Regions from separate parts of the Mus musculus genome. Here region 1 is linked to region 2. A link is a contact called in public promoter capture Hi-C data. All regions are on one chromosome and are shown on one strand. Each heading gives the region's core, a stretch centred on a gene start, on an enhancer-like site or on the middle of the called end of the contact. The rest is flanking DNA. Distances are from core to core; before and after follow the strand shown. Region 1 holds the start of Lrrc4b (leucine rich repeat containing 4B). Region 2 holds the start of Klk10 (kallikrein related-peptidase 10).

What was found. Promoter capture Hi-C pulls out the DNA fragments that hold promoters and counts their contacts.
Region 1: a promoter capture Hi-C map of embryonic stem cells shows a contact between it and region 2, with 4 times the contacts expected there. The contact joins the promoter of Lrrc4b here to the promoter of Klk10 in region 2. A contact is called at or near these places in 11 of 39 promoter capture datasets (the C10 cell line, the HPC-7 cell line, cranial neural crest and 6 more), 1 of 115 datasets of contacts at active chromatin or transcription factors (embryonic stem cells) and 1 of 9 other capture datasets (embryonic stem cells).

The regions. Positions count from the first base shown.
Region 1 is chr7:44,438,407-44,445,070 of GRCm38.p6, reverse strand. It overlaps Lrrc4b (leucine rich repeat containing 4B), which reads right to left and starts at 2,584. Exons shown (of 3, transcript NM_198250.1): 1 at 2,540-2,584; 2 at 1-196. The coding sequence starts at 161.
Region 2 is chr7:43,777,080-43,784,190 of GRCm38.p6, reverse strand. It overlaps Klk10 (kallikrein related-peptidase 10), which reads right to left and starts at 3,137. Exons shown (of 6, transcript NM_133712.2): 1 at 3,045-3,137; 2 at 2,566-2,692; 3 at 1,272-1,455; 4 at 460-734. The coding sequence starts at 2,656. It overlaps Klk11 (kallikrein related-peptidase 11), which reads right to left. Exons shown (of 5, transcript NM_019974.2): 3 at 6,438-6,703; 4 at 5,725-5,861; 5 at 4,928-5,406. The coding sequence ends at 5,254.

The sequences.
Region 1 (6,664 bases), core at 1,335-3,834, 660 kb before region 2:
GGGGAGCCTCCTCCAGCGGCTGAGGTCACGGCCACACCGCCCCCACCAGCCCTCAGGGGTGGGGAGAAGAGCCACAGGAGCAAGAGAGCCCCGTGGGGCCAGGACATCCTACCAGGCGGCAGCAAGGGGCACGGGGAGCCGCGGATGTGGGCCTGCGCCATCCTCAATGTTCATACTCCGAGGGCACGCTGGGGGGCTGTGGGAGAAGAGAGGGTGTTGGTCAGTAAGCAACAGGGACTCAGGCTGCCTGAGCTTCATCAGGCTCAGTTCCACCAGAAGTCCCTACCCCTGCTCAGAACCAAAGTTACAGGGACTTGGCCTTCCTGTGCCAGACCTCATCCTCCTCTGGGCCATTCTGCAGAAAGGATAAATGAGGCAAGAGAGAGGACATTTGTGCCCAAGGTCACTTGGTTAGTAAATGGCAACGTCAGCTAGATTCAAACTTAGGTCCTGCCAGGCCTGGGGTCGCAGGACTGCCCTTGTAGTTGCTCAAGATGTCGAGGCAGGAGCATTGAAAGTTGCAGACTGGCCTGGGCTAGAGAGAGTACATCCAGAGCCAACCTGGGCAATGCAGTGAGACCTCGTTCAAAACTAAAAAGTCAACATGTGGCTGGGCGGTGGGGCACATTCCCAGGATGCTCAAGGCCTTTGTTTCCACCCCTAGAACTGTTTGTTAAAAAAATTTTTTTTAAGTTGTGTCATTGCATTGAGTTCAGTTAGACAGGTAAGTATGTAGAGATAGAGGGACAGACAGACAGACAATGAGGCAAAGGCTCTGCCGGGGTGAAAAGCAACACTGATCAACTCCTATCACACACCAAGCGGGTTGCAGGTCCCCTGGGAGGCAGCGTCCCATCCCTCCATCCCTCCCTGCAGGTCTCTGTCCAGGTGTACGGGCACCAGAACCAGACATGAAGGCCCATCTCTGTATGCCCTCCTGCCCACCCTGGGGTCATCCCTCACTCCACTCAGGCCCTGTCCTGTCCTAGACTTGGAGGAGAGGTAATCGAGAGGGGACAGGAGGTAGCTGGGTTTCTGGCAGGAGGTGGGAGGCTGTTGGGGTGCCCCCACCCTGTGGTGGCCCTGTTGGAGACTATAGCAGTGCCCATGGGCCTCAAGATTGCAGGTGCTCCAAGGGAACACAGCCTGTGGCGGGACCTGTGCCAGCGGCTGTCGCAGGACAGGGCTGAGGAGCTGATGGAGTGGGGATGGAGCAGTAGGGACCCCCATGTCTGTGTCTGGGATGCAGGAATTCAGGGTCATTGTACACCCCCCCCCATCCTATCCCCTGTTTTCCTGAGTCCCGGGGGGAGGGACTCAGGCTAACCAAATGGCGCGCAGATAGGGCAGTGACTGCAGCCAGCACAGCAGGCGCCCTTCCTATGCATCAGCCGCTCCTGCCTGTGGAGGGCGGAAGCTGCTGGATTTTGTGCCTTGTCAAGGCCCACTGGGTGGCAGAGGGGGTCTGGCCTCAGGACTTACCCTCTGGCTCCCAATGGTCCCTCCACATGGCACCCCTGAGTGCTCACACACATAGAATCCCCTGAAACGGGGGGGCAGTAGGGGGAGAGGGGTCCCCATAAACATGATCACCCACCCACTCACACAAACAGCAGAGACAGACACACCCTCACACACGGCCTCTCTAATCCATGGACACAGGGCTGCCTGCCCCCCATGCAGGTGCGCATGAGCGCGCAAGCACGCGAGCGCGCGAGCAAGCACACACACACACACACACACACACACACACACACACACACACACACACTCCTGTAGCCTCCAAGATTTTAACCCAGATAGAAATATGTGTGCCGCCGCCGTGTATTGGAGCAAGTGTGTGAAGGCAGGGCTGGAAATGGAGACAGAGATGGAGACAGAGATAAAAAGAAACAGAGATGGAGACAGAGAGACAGACCAAGAGAAAATGACAGAGATGGTGAGAGGCACGGAAACAGAGACAAAGATAGAAAAGGGGGGGAAAAGACAAAGACAAAAACCGGCACAGAGATAGACAGAGGCCAAGGGACAGAGACCGTGACAGAGAGGCAGAAACAGAGAAATAGACAAAAAGACGGAGATGGAGAGATGGACCCAGGAGCAGAGACTGACAGGATCAGAGAAGCGGAGGCACGAGAGACCGAGAGATAGACAGAAAGACAGAGAGGCAGAACCCCCCCACCCCCCCACCGCCTCAGGGCTGGCCACCACACGCTGCCTTCACTAGCTTGCCTCGGCAGGGGCCGGGGGCCTTTGTTCCCACACATGTGGCCAGGGAGCTTTCTCCTCAGTCCACTCGGCTCCACGATCCCCACTTCCTGATACTCTGGCAACGACCAGCCAAGGGTCTGTGCTCACCGAGCCCACCATCCCCCAGGCCAGCGCCCGGGTCTCCTCCCCCACCAAGGCTGCCAGTGCACACCCCGTCGAGGCTTCTGCAGTAGCAGCTCCCCTCCCTCCCCTCCCGCCTCTCCTGCCACCACCATCTCCTTGTCCTTGTCTCCCCGCTCCCAGAGCACACACTCTGAGGGACACTCACCCTGGCGGCTTGGCTTCCGATGGCCTTCTCTCTGTGCCCCAGGCCCCCCCCTCCACATGCCTGCAGTTGCCCGGGGCCCTGCCACCCCAGCTTCCTACTGCTTCCCGTTGAGCTTGTGCTGAGGGGGGGGGCGCAGGGGCTTCTTGGGTCTCCCTGCACCCCCCCCCGTCTGTCGCCCTCCCCACCCTCTAGGGGAGCCTGGCCTTTTTCTCTTGGCCACCACACGAGCAAGCCCTTGCCTCCTGTGGTCCTGTGTCCCCCACTTTACTCCCCCCAACACCAGCTTCCTTTCTCTTCACTCACAGACACAGCCTCTGCCCCTCTCCCCAGCTCCCCGACTCTGTCTTGTCTCCCCGAGGACCCCCAGACCTCTTGTCGGTCTGTCCTCCTCCTCCACTGTCCCTGTCAGTCTGTCATTGCTGGGAGCCTGGCTCAGTCAGGTTCCCACTGTCCGTCTGTCTGTCCTGGGGCCTGCCTCCTTGTCTCTCTCCCAGCTCTGCCTTGCTCCCTTTCTCTGCGATTACAATTTCTAGTCACACGGCAGTGCAGAGCCCAGCTCGCTCCCTCCCCGCCCCCTCCCTCCTTCTTTCTCTCCTTCCAGCGGGGAGGGCGCTCCCTTCCTCCTTCCCTCCACCCTCACTCAACTCCCCCCTCCCAGCTAGCTCGGCCAGGGGGTGGCCTCCCCCTCCCCCGCTAATCAAAGGCTCCGTTATCTAATTAACCCGTTGGTTCTGGGCAGTCAGGGAAGGTCGGGGGAAGCGGGGGAGGAAGGTTGTCGGCTGTGCTGCCAGGGGAGAGGGGTTTGGACTGTGCCAAGCTAGAGCCTCATGGCAGGCACACACACACACACACACACACACACACACACACACACACACACACACACACAGCAGCCTCGGCTGCAGAACCAGGCTGGGCAGCATGGACTCCATGCCGCTGGACCAAGACATCCCTCCTACATCCTCAGGGTCCACCCTGGCGCTCCTGCATCTGCTCTAGGTCCCCCCACTACCTCATGCAGCTGCTGATTCAACCCCATTCCAGTATTCCAGTCAACCTATGCCAGCCAACTTAGGCCCATGTCACCATCAACCTTTCAGCTGAGACCAGCACTCATTCTTGCCACAAAGAAAGCTACCCCTGATGCCAACCCCCCCCCAGCCACAGACTAATACCCACCTCCTGGTGCCCTCTGCAGAACAGGCTGTGAAGCTACACTTTGCTATTCACTTCATGTGTCCCTTCATCTATCCATGCTTCCTTCTATCTGTCCATACAGCCATTCATCTATCTATCCATATACCCATACAGTCATCTATATATCCACCTATCAACCCACTCCTCCATCCAACATCCATCCATCCATCTGTCCATCTATGTATCCACCCTCTACCCATCTATCCATCCTCTTATCTATATATCTATCCTTCCATTTACCTATTTCTTTCCTTGTCCATCCAACCCTTTATCCATGCATCCATCTCTTCTGCTACCCGTCCATCCATTCATCCATTCATAAATTCCCTTATCTACATACCTATTCATCCATCCCGTTAGCCATCTCTCCATTCTTTATCCATGCATCAGCCATCCATTTATTGATTTATCTTCACTCATTTATGTCTCTACCCATCCCTTTATGTATTCATCCATCCATCCATCCATCCATCCATCCATCCATCCTTCTACCTCTTTATATCTGCCCATCTATCACCCCTCCCTTTTCCACTTACTCTATCTAAAACCTATTTATGAAGCCCCCACTCTGTGCCAGGCACTGAAGCATATGCCAAGTGCTTACGAATGGGTACAAGGCTCAGCATACCATGACCCACAAATGCAAGTAGTGCTAGTTAGAGCTCTGGGAAGGGGCTGAGCTGGATTTCTGAATCTGCCTCTTTGCCATATGGCCTCAGTTTCTGAGTTCTGGTGTCCTTCACTGTGAGGAGGGTAGTACAGGCTGCCTGCCATAGTGGCTGGAGGTTGAAAGAGTAGTGTTCTGAACACAGGCTGTCCTGTCTCAGCTCATGCTCAGCTAGCTCCTGACCTAGCCATCACCTCACTCCTGCCTGGACTCTGCTCCACAGTGTGTCTGGTCCCTCAAGTGACCAGCCAGATCCCTCCCTTTGCTGCTCAGGGCCCTCCAGCAACTTCTGAATCACACAGATAAAGGTTAAAAACCTCACTCCTCAGTCAGCTTCTGCTCTGACCTCCCTCCTGGAGCTGAGCACCAGCCTGGGGCTGAGGGCGAGCGAGGCTTTGTGGTTGTTCTTCACTCTGCCTGTATCCCTCTGACACCGCTCTCACTGAATGATGCCTGGTTCTTTCTCCCTCAGGTTACCTAATCTCTCAGACCATAGCTACTGGAATTCACTTTCTCCAAGAGTGGGGTCTCATCGGCTTTGGTTTCTGTTTGGTGTTGAAACCTGTGACAGATCCTGGTAGGCTCAGGGAATGCCAGATGAGAGGAGGAATGGACACACTGTATGGATGCCTGGCTTCACACCTGCGCTGTTAGGATCCATCTCTGCCTCTTGTCACAGATGCACTGGCACCCAGTCCTGGCACACTCTAAGAGCTGCCCAAGTCTGGAACATCTCTTCACCTGAGGTCTCCACCCTAGGAGGTCACTGCCTTTCACTGGACACCTGTGTTTCAGGTCCTCCTCCGTCCCTCTTTGCCACAGTCCCATCTGGCTGGCTAGATCCCAGTGCATTGCTAGGTGCCCCTCTAACTAATCTGTCACTAGGGGAGTCTCATCTTTGCTTGGAACCAGAACCTGCTCATGGAGCTATACACTGGCCAAACTGGTGCAGAGAGCAGGCTAGCTGCTCTTTCTGAGTGTGCACCTGCACCAGTTCCAGGCTCAGGTTGCATTGGAGCAGGCTCACAGCACACAGCTGTGACTCTATTACCAGCATGGATACCACACCCTTATGCAGTGGTTCCCGAGGAAAAAGCTGCTCTCTGGGCAGCAGCCCTCTAAGAACTGCTGGCACTCCCCATTTCACAGATAGGTTTAGACATTGGCTCAAGGTCCAATATAGAGTTAGGAAAGAGGATAGGCATAGAGGCACAGACTTGTTATCCCTGCTATGCAGAGGCTAAGTAGAAGAATGGCAAGTTCAAGGCCAGCCTGGGCAACTTAATAAGATTCTGTCTCTAAAGAAAAAGTGGGTTGGGGATGTAGCTCAGCAGTAAAGCATGCATCTAGACCCCCAGTGAGGGGTTGGGGGTATAGTAGAGTTTTTGCCTAGTCTGCAAAAAAGCCCAAGGTTCATTGCAAGTACTGCCAATACATACATATATACATACATGCATACACACATATCTATCTATCTTTTTAAAGATTTATTTATTTTATGTATATGAGTACACTGTAGCTGTCATCAGACACATCAGAAGAGGGCATCAGATTTCATTACAGATGGTTGTGAGCCACCATGTGGTTGCTGGGAATTGAACTCAGGACCTCTGCAAGAGCAGTCAGTGCTCTTAACCGCTGAGCCATCTCTCCAGCCCCTATCTATCTATCTATCTATCTATCTATCTATCTATCTATCTATCTATCTATCTATCTGGGATGAGTGCTTCTTGGGTAAAATGCTTGCTTGAGTTCAGTCACCAGAAGCAATGTAGGCAAGCTAGACTTGGAGGTATACTTGGAGGAGGAGGGGGGAGGGAAGGAGGAGGGGGGGAGGGAGAGGGGGAGGAAGAGAAAGAAGGAAGCAGGATCTCTGGGCTTGCCAGCTAGCCAGCCCAGGCAAATAGGTGAGCTCTGGGCCAATGAGAGACCCTGTTGAAAAACAAGATGAGCTGGCTTAGTGGGTAAACTGCCTGCAGCCAAGCCAGAGGATCTGAGTTTGATGTGGGGAGAGAACAGATCCTGCAAGTTGTCCTCTGACCACACGCACATGCGCACACAAAACTATAAATAACTGTTTAAAAAAAAGAAAAACCATGACACACACACACACACACACACACACACTCATAGCCTCCAGGAGTCATTCATAGGACTCCAGGGACCACAGTGATAAGTCCCACAGAGGTCACTGTGGGATAGCTGGCCAAGTAGCCAACCAGTAGTCAGCTACAGCCCTGTCCCTCTGTCCTAGCCCCAGG
Region 2 (7,111 bases), core at 1,888-4,387:
CAAACCCTCGTGATCCTCCCTCGGCCTCCTCCCTGGGACCCAGGGTGCCAGCCCCAGCCTCTTCTCTCAGATCCAGGGGTCTAGATCTGAGCCTTCTCCTCAAACCGAGATGTCAGACCTCAGCTCTCTTCCCCCAACCTGGGAGTCTAGCCACGACCTTCCTCTCTTATACCCAGAGGTCCGTGTCCCAGCTCTCTGACCTCACATCGAGGTGTCTGGACTCCAGCCCTCTTCCCCAGATCCAGGACTACAAACTCCATCTCTCTAATCTTACAAACTCCATCTCTCTAATCTTAGATCCAAGAATCCAACCCCAACCTCTGCAGTCCCCTGAGCCAGAGTTCATATTCTAGCCTCTTCCCTCGGACGTAGACACCCAGGTTTCAGCCATCCTCCCTCAGATCTAGGGTCTAGCTCTCACTCAGCCCTTTGGACCCAGGAGTCCAGCCCAGTTCTTGCCTCTTCGGCTGGCTGAGGTCCCCCAGCCTGAGACCTGACACTCTTGCCCTGGCTGAGAGCAGCGGAAGGGCAGTTGCACGGGATGCACGTTGGACGTCAGCATTACAGGACTGCTCAGTTTCAGCATCATGAGGTCGTGTTCATCTGAGCGATGTGGCAGGATGGGGCCTGAGCAAGCCTGATACTTGGGGTGGAAAACAGGTGAACTCGTGGACCGCAGTTGCTCCTTCTGGAAAAGCAGCAAGTGGTCATCGCCAACTCGAGCTCTCAGTGGCCTGGGGGAGGAAGAGTAGCCTGATGAAGGCAAAACCTTCATGGAGACAGAGCCTAACCCTAGTCCTTGGGTCAGAGGGTGAGGAAGTGAAGTGGGATCCTGAGATCAGAGGGTCTGGGAGAGTAGCTGGGGCTGGTCCCCTGGGACTGAGGGAAGAGGCTGGAGACTGGACTCCTGGGTCTGAAGGAGGAGGGCTCAGGACTGAAACCCTGGGTCTGAGGGAGGAGAGTAAGAGTTTGAGGGTTGAAGGCTGACTACTACTCTTTAGTATGCCCGTCTCTCCTTTCATCTTCGTGTCACCTGGTCCTTTGTCCCTGCGTTGCAGGCATATGAGGAGACTACAGGTCTTAAATACAACATGCCCTGGCTGGCTTCTATGGACAGGTGCGATGGACTCACAGCGCCCCGCCCTGGCGTTGCAGCTTGGATCCTGCCTCTCTTGTAGAATGGCTGCCACCCTTAACCTAACCAAAGCCGAGAGAGTGCCTGGGCCCCATCCTCCCCACTACTACATTGCTACTTCTGAGTGGTTCCTTACTTATTTCTCCAGCAATGTGCGGCCGTGAGCACCCAGTTCTGGTCCACCAGGACACCCGCACATTGGAACTGGAGGTTATGGAAGAGGGAGACCTGCCAGGGATGATAGTCACGCTCGCACTGGGCGCCGGAGGCCTCGAGGTCCACGCGCGTGGCGTTTCCCGGGAGCAGCAGAGCCTGCGCCGCTGGATAGAGAAGCGGGACAGGGGGATCAGGTTTCGCCCAGCCAAGTCACGGTTCCGGGTTAATACAGCACGTCACAGGATGGGCCTCTAGGGGGCGCAGCTGAGTAGTAAGCCGTGGGAAAATTAGAGAACTCTGCGAACCAGTTACTGAGGCGTGAAAGGGCAAGAGGGGTTAGAATAGAATGGGACTAAGACACCCCAGGGCTGAGACTGGAGTGGGGGTAGGATGGGGGGCGGTGAGGCAATGTGCAGGAAAGGCAGGGATCTAACCTACCGGGCTGAGACCAGATGCGAGCCTAGGCAGAGCACTGTGCAGAGGGAGTGTGATAGGTAAGGGGGCAGACAGGGGGTACAGAAGGGCAGAGACACAGTGAGCAGTAAGAAGGCAGAATTCTGAGTTCGAGCCTGGTCTACAAAGTGAGTTCCAGGACAGCCAGGGCTACACAGAGAAACCCTGTCTCGAAAAAAACAAACAAACAAAAACAAAAAACGAAACAAAAACAAAAAAACAAGAAGGCAGAATACAAAGGGAAGGTAAAGGCAACAGTCAACACGGTGGAGGCAATATGGAGCAGGAGACAGAACGCACAATGGGGCAATGAGAAGCAGAAGACAGGAGACACAGTGGGCCAGTGAGGAGCTAATGTGGCAGCGAGGAGGAGACAGGGACAAGGTGGGACAGCAAGAAATGGGGCCAGAGCGCCGAGAAGTGCTAGACAAATGAGAAGGGGTGTGCAAGAGGGAAAGGTAAGTCTAGTCCAAGGATGGGAAGTTGCTCCAACACACAGGTTAGGGGTACTGTAGCACCTCCTTTAGGAAGAGGGAGGGATGCAACGGGTCTGCAAGAGGTGAGGAGAAGGCAGGAGAGGCTAAGAGGCGAGGTAGGAGAGGCAGAGAGGTGGAGAAGCTGATGGGGCGAAGGGGCTGGGTTCTCCTAACAGTTGGGTGCGGTATCTGGGGTCAGAGCCCACCTGAGGGTGGATCCTGCTTGGGATGTCTATGTGGGTGCCAGGCCCCCAGGAAGGCGAGCTGACTACGGTTGCAGTGGCAACATTCCCTCCACCTCCGGTCCTGGCCCTTCCCTCCTGTCGCCCCCGGCCCCAGGCTCACCCCAGAGTTGCACCATCAGTAGCGGCAGCAGAAGCTTCACCAGGGACCAGGAGCCAGAGGCAGTGGAGAGGTGAAGAAGCGGGACCCTCATAGCTGATACTTGGCTTGCAGAGGCTGGAGTGGAGGCCTAAAACAGATGATCGGTCAAGACCCCCTGCCTCAGCGCATCTGAACCACTTCAATGAGGTTCACTCCAAAGGCCCCCAGAACTCCAGTCCTCGATCCTCCAGAGGGGACCAATTTGTGCACCCAGCCTTTCTTGGCCACCAGCCACACTGAGCTCCAGGTCCATACTCCTTCGTGGGTGGGTTGGGGTCCTGCTCAGAGCCCGTGGGAACCTCTTCCTAACCTCAGAGCTGAGGGACTTCCCCATGCTGCAGGGAAATCAGGGCTATGAAAGAGTTCCTGCCCGTTGCCCGAGGGTCTCCACCCATCCTCTCGCCATCCACCCCAATAGGGTGGGGTGCAACCCGCTTCACCTGGGAGTCGCCAGTAAGAAGAAAGGAGACTCAGAAGTGGCTCTTGCCCTGCAGTGTGGGCTGCAAACAGTCCTCTGACCAGGGACCCCTGGGCAGACCTTCCCTTTTAACCCTCAAGATCCCGGAAGCTTCCTCCCCCCCACCCTTCCCCTTAGGGCTTCACTCCCTCTCTTTCCCTCTCCCTAATTATAACGTGGGTGGGGCTGGCATTCAACCAGGGCCCCAGATTCCTGCTCAGGGAGGGGCCCTGGAATACAGGCTTCTGGCAGTGACAAGAACACCTTCTGGAGCTAGCTTTCTTGGGGGTTCCCCTATGCCCTCTTTCTGAGAAGTGTTCTCAGGTGTGGTGGGAAGATGGGGGGGGGGCTTACGTCGATGAGATGGTGAGTGACAGAGAGGGGAAACGAAGAGGGGGCAAGGTCTGCTCTGGCAGGAGCCAGAATGAGGAAGAAGAGGGAGGTGGGAAGAGTTCAAGTAGGCAGAAGGAAAGAGTGGGAAGGACACAGACAAATTCCCAAGTGTGTAAACCAAGAAACAGTAGGCTCCTTGTGTCTCAGCATGTGCTGAGAGGGTGGGGGTGGGAAGCTGCAGCTTTGCCCTAAGCCTGTGTGTGAGCATCGTGCACCCTCCCTGTGTGTCTTCAGGTGACACGAGCTAGTGAATCACATTAAGGAACAGGCCACATCACCTTGGCTGACACCCTCATTTTGGGTGAGGAATGGGAGGCTCGGAGAGGGCTGTGACTCATAAGAGGTCACACAGCAAGCAAGTCCGCCTAACAACTAGAAACGATTCTCTCTAGTTCTAGGGATCTCTCCTCAAGAGCTGAACAGAACGTCTGTGTTTTCTGAGGCATCTTGTCTGTGTTAACTTCAGAGGTTGCTTGACTCAGTCCTGTCCAGATTTTTGCTACAGTGACTATGTTGTACCAGCCACCAGCTACTTGGAGCTACAGAGCATTCAAAATGTGTTAAAGGTGACAGGAATTTCCTTTCTGTTTTTGTGTCCTTTGGCTTCATTTTGGCTAGCAGAGACCAGGCAACGCTGACCTCAGTGAACTGAATCTGGCAGTTGGAAAATGATGGTAGCCTCTTTTACTACCTCTTACTCTGTGCATGCGGACCGCACTCACTGCGATCACACTTTTGCATGTGCAACTTCTCATGTAGAGAGAGAAGAACTGAGTGAGTTCTTTCTGCCTGGCCAGCAAGATGGCTTGGTGGGTACCGGTGCTTGCCTAACAACCTGCCTGTGATCCTTGGTCCCCCACATGGTGGAAGGAGAGAATGGACTCCTGCAATTTGCTCTCTGACTTCCACCTGTGCACCATGGCGTGTGCCTCTCCCTGCCCACCCCTAAAAAAAGAATGAGTAAATAAATGGAAAACAAAAATAAACTAAAACTAAAAAAAATTTTTTTAAAGTAACATAAAAAGAAAACAAACTGAGCATTAATGTTAATGTGGCATTGCGTTGATAATTAAGAGTCATTGGGCTTTTAAACCCTTCAGGTCTCAGCTGGGTGGTTGTGAGCATGCACCTTCATCTGTCTGTGCCCACTTTCATGGTCTGCAAAAGTGGGTAGAAAAATAGGACCAATCTCCAAGGGGCTTGTGAGCATTCAGTTGCTTAGTAACATTTAAAAGATCTTTGGGGGGCTGGAGAGATGTTCTGTGGTTCATAGGACTTGCTGCTCTTGCTGAGGACCAGGGTTTGGTTCCCAGCACTCACAGTGGCTGGGGATCTGACCCCTCCTCTGAGCTCCTCAGACAGGCAGGTGCATGTCAGACAAACGAATATACAGGCAAACTCTCATACCCATATGACATTTAAACACCCTCTGTATGGTCAGGACTAATATGCAGTTGACACTCAACAGAATCATTTATCATTTAACAAATATTTATTGAAACCCTGGGATATGCCAGGGACTGTCTTCAAAGCTGGGAACAAAACAAAACAAAACAAAAAACAACCAAACAAACAAAACCAGTGGTGATCATGTCCAGAGTCACAATTTAGTTCAAGTCAGGATTTGATTCCAGGCCCCAGGTCGATCATCAAGTTAGAGCATCCCTATACTATACTCATGGTGGGTCGGAGAGAGTACATGCCAGGGTCCCAGCTGAGGACTTCTTAGGGCAGAATGAAGAGAAGTCAAAGCATTAAGAAGAGGTTGGAGGGGTTGGGTGGTGGGAAGCAGGTCCCCTCTAATTGTTCCTCATAACCTCGTGGATCCAGTTAAAGTATTTGCAGACTTTTGTATAGACACCAGGCTTTCTGGTGACGGCACATGGGTCCTGACCCCAGGAGATGATGCCTTGAAGAGATCCGTTGCAGACCAGGGGGCCTCCAGAGTCACCCTGGCATGAGAGGAGACACAACCTGTTAGAGTTGAGTGGGGTGGTTGGGAGGGGGTGAGGACGGTAGTGAGGGTGGTGGGCAGGTGAAGGAAGAGATTGATGGTGAGAGGCTGGGTGGGATGAAGGTGGGATTCTGGGTGAGAATATAAATGGGGTCAGGGCCCAGAGGTTCTTCATGGGTGGCAGAGTTGGAGAGGAGGGTGAACATGGGGAGGCAGGGTTGGATATGGTTGTGATCAGGGCTGACTGGGGATGTCAGTAAAGATGATGGAGGTTGCAATGGGTATGTGGCTGGAGATCCAGCCCCTGCCTGCTGACCTGACAGGAGTCCTTGCCCTCTTTCCGAACACTGGCGCACAGCATGGTGTCTGTGATGTTGCCCGGGTAGGCCTTCTCACACTCCTTGTGTTCGATGATGGAGACATTGGCACATCGCAAGGAATGAGGCAGGCGCACTGTGGGGACAGCAGTGAAGGGTGTGAGCAGTGGTCACCTGGTTTTCCAACCCCACCACAGTAGCCAGCACCTGGGACAATCCTTGCCCTGAACCCATCTCTATGCTTGTAACTGTTGCAACAGCAATGCATTGAGTAAATTCTTCCTACTACTTGTTCTCTGTGCATTACCTCTGACCCCACTGTGGTAGGTAGATATGATTATTCTTTTTAGGAAAAAAAAAAAAAAACCAAGGTTCAGAGAGGTAAAGCCACCTGCTTTAGATCCCACAACTAGAAAGTTATAGATTTGGGAATCACACCTGCCGCACACCTGTCTCACACCTGTCTCACACCTGTCTCACACCTGTCTCACACCTGCCTCACACCTGTCTCACACCTGCCTCACACCTGTCTCAGTCTTGAGGCCCAAAAGTGAGTCCCTCAGAATTTCTCATCTTCCTTTTAGCTCATCCCTCTCCTGACTGCTCCAGATCACCATGCCTCTTGAGTGACTCTGATCTTTCTCTCTGAAGATTCATCTGGTCTCCTTTCCCCATCTCCCACCCGGATCACGGTTCCCTCAGGAGCCCCTACACTGGGGGCTGGACGTGGTGCCCCATCCAGAAATGAGGCAGCTGGTGCCTGCAGCGACACAGTGTGGGGACAGGGTGAGTGGCTGCACAGCTCGGGTAAAGAAGACGGGAGACGACATCTTCACAAGCATTATGTCATTCCGGTGGTCTTTGTTGGGGAGGCTGTTGTTGAAGTCGGGGTGGGGGAAGGACTCAGTGGCCATCCGCCTCTGCTCACAGCCGTCTGTCTTCTCTAGATTGTGCTCTCCAAGGAGGATCACGTAATGGCTGAGGTGGGAGAGATGTGGTCAGAGGTAGAAAGGTAGGGGGACAGGGCAGGGGTGGGGAGGGAGAGATGATGAATTGTGCCTTGTGAACACCCAGACCCATCTACCATCACTCGCTCCTTCATCCTCATCCTGACTAAGGCCATCATCTATTCTAAGACCACCTCATTCCTTTGTCATCAACTCAACTAGATCCCCATCATACAAACTAATGCCACTCCATCCCCAAACCCTCTATCTTCATACCAACCAGGCCTCCGTCATACACACTAATGCTACTTTACCCTCTCCAGTCTGATCATCCATGCTAACACCACACCATCCCCAACCCCTCCACCCACTGCTGCCACCCCCACACGTTCTCTCTGGACCCAGCCCCTCTCTCCATTCATCTCTCCATCTCCAGCCC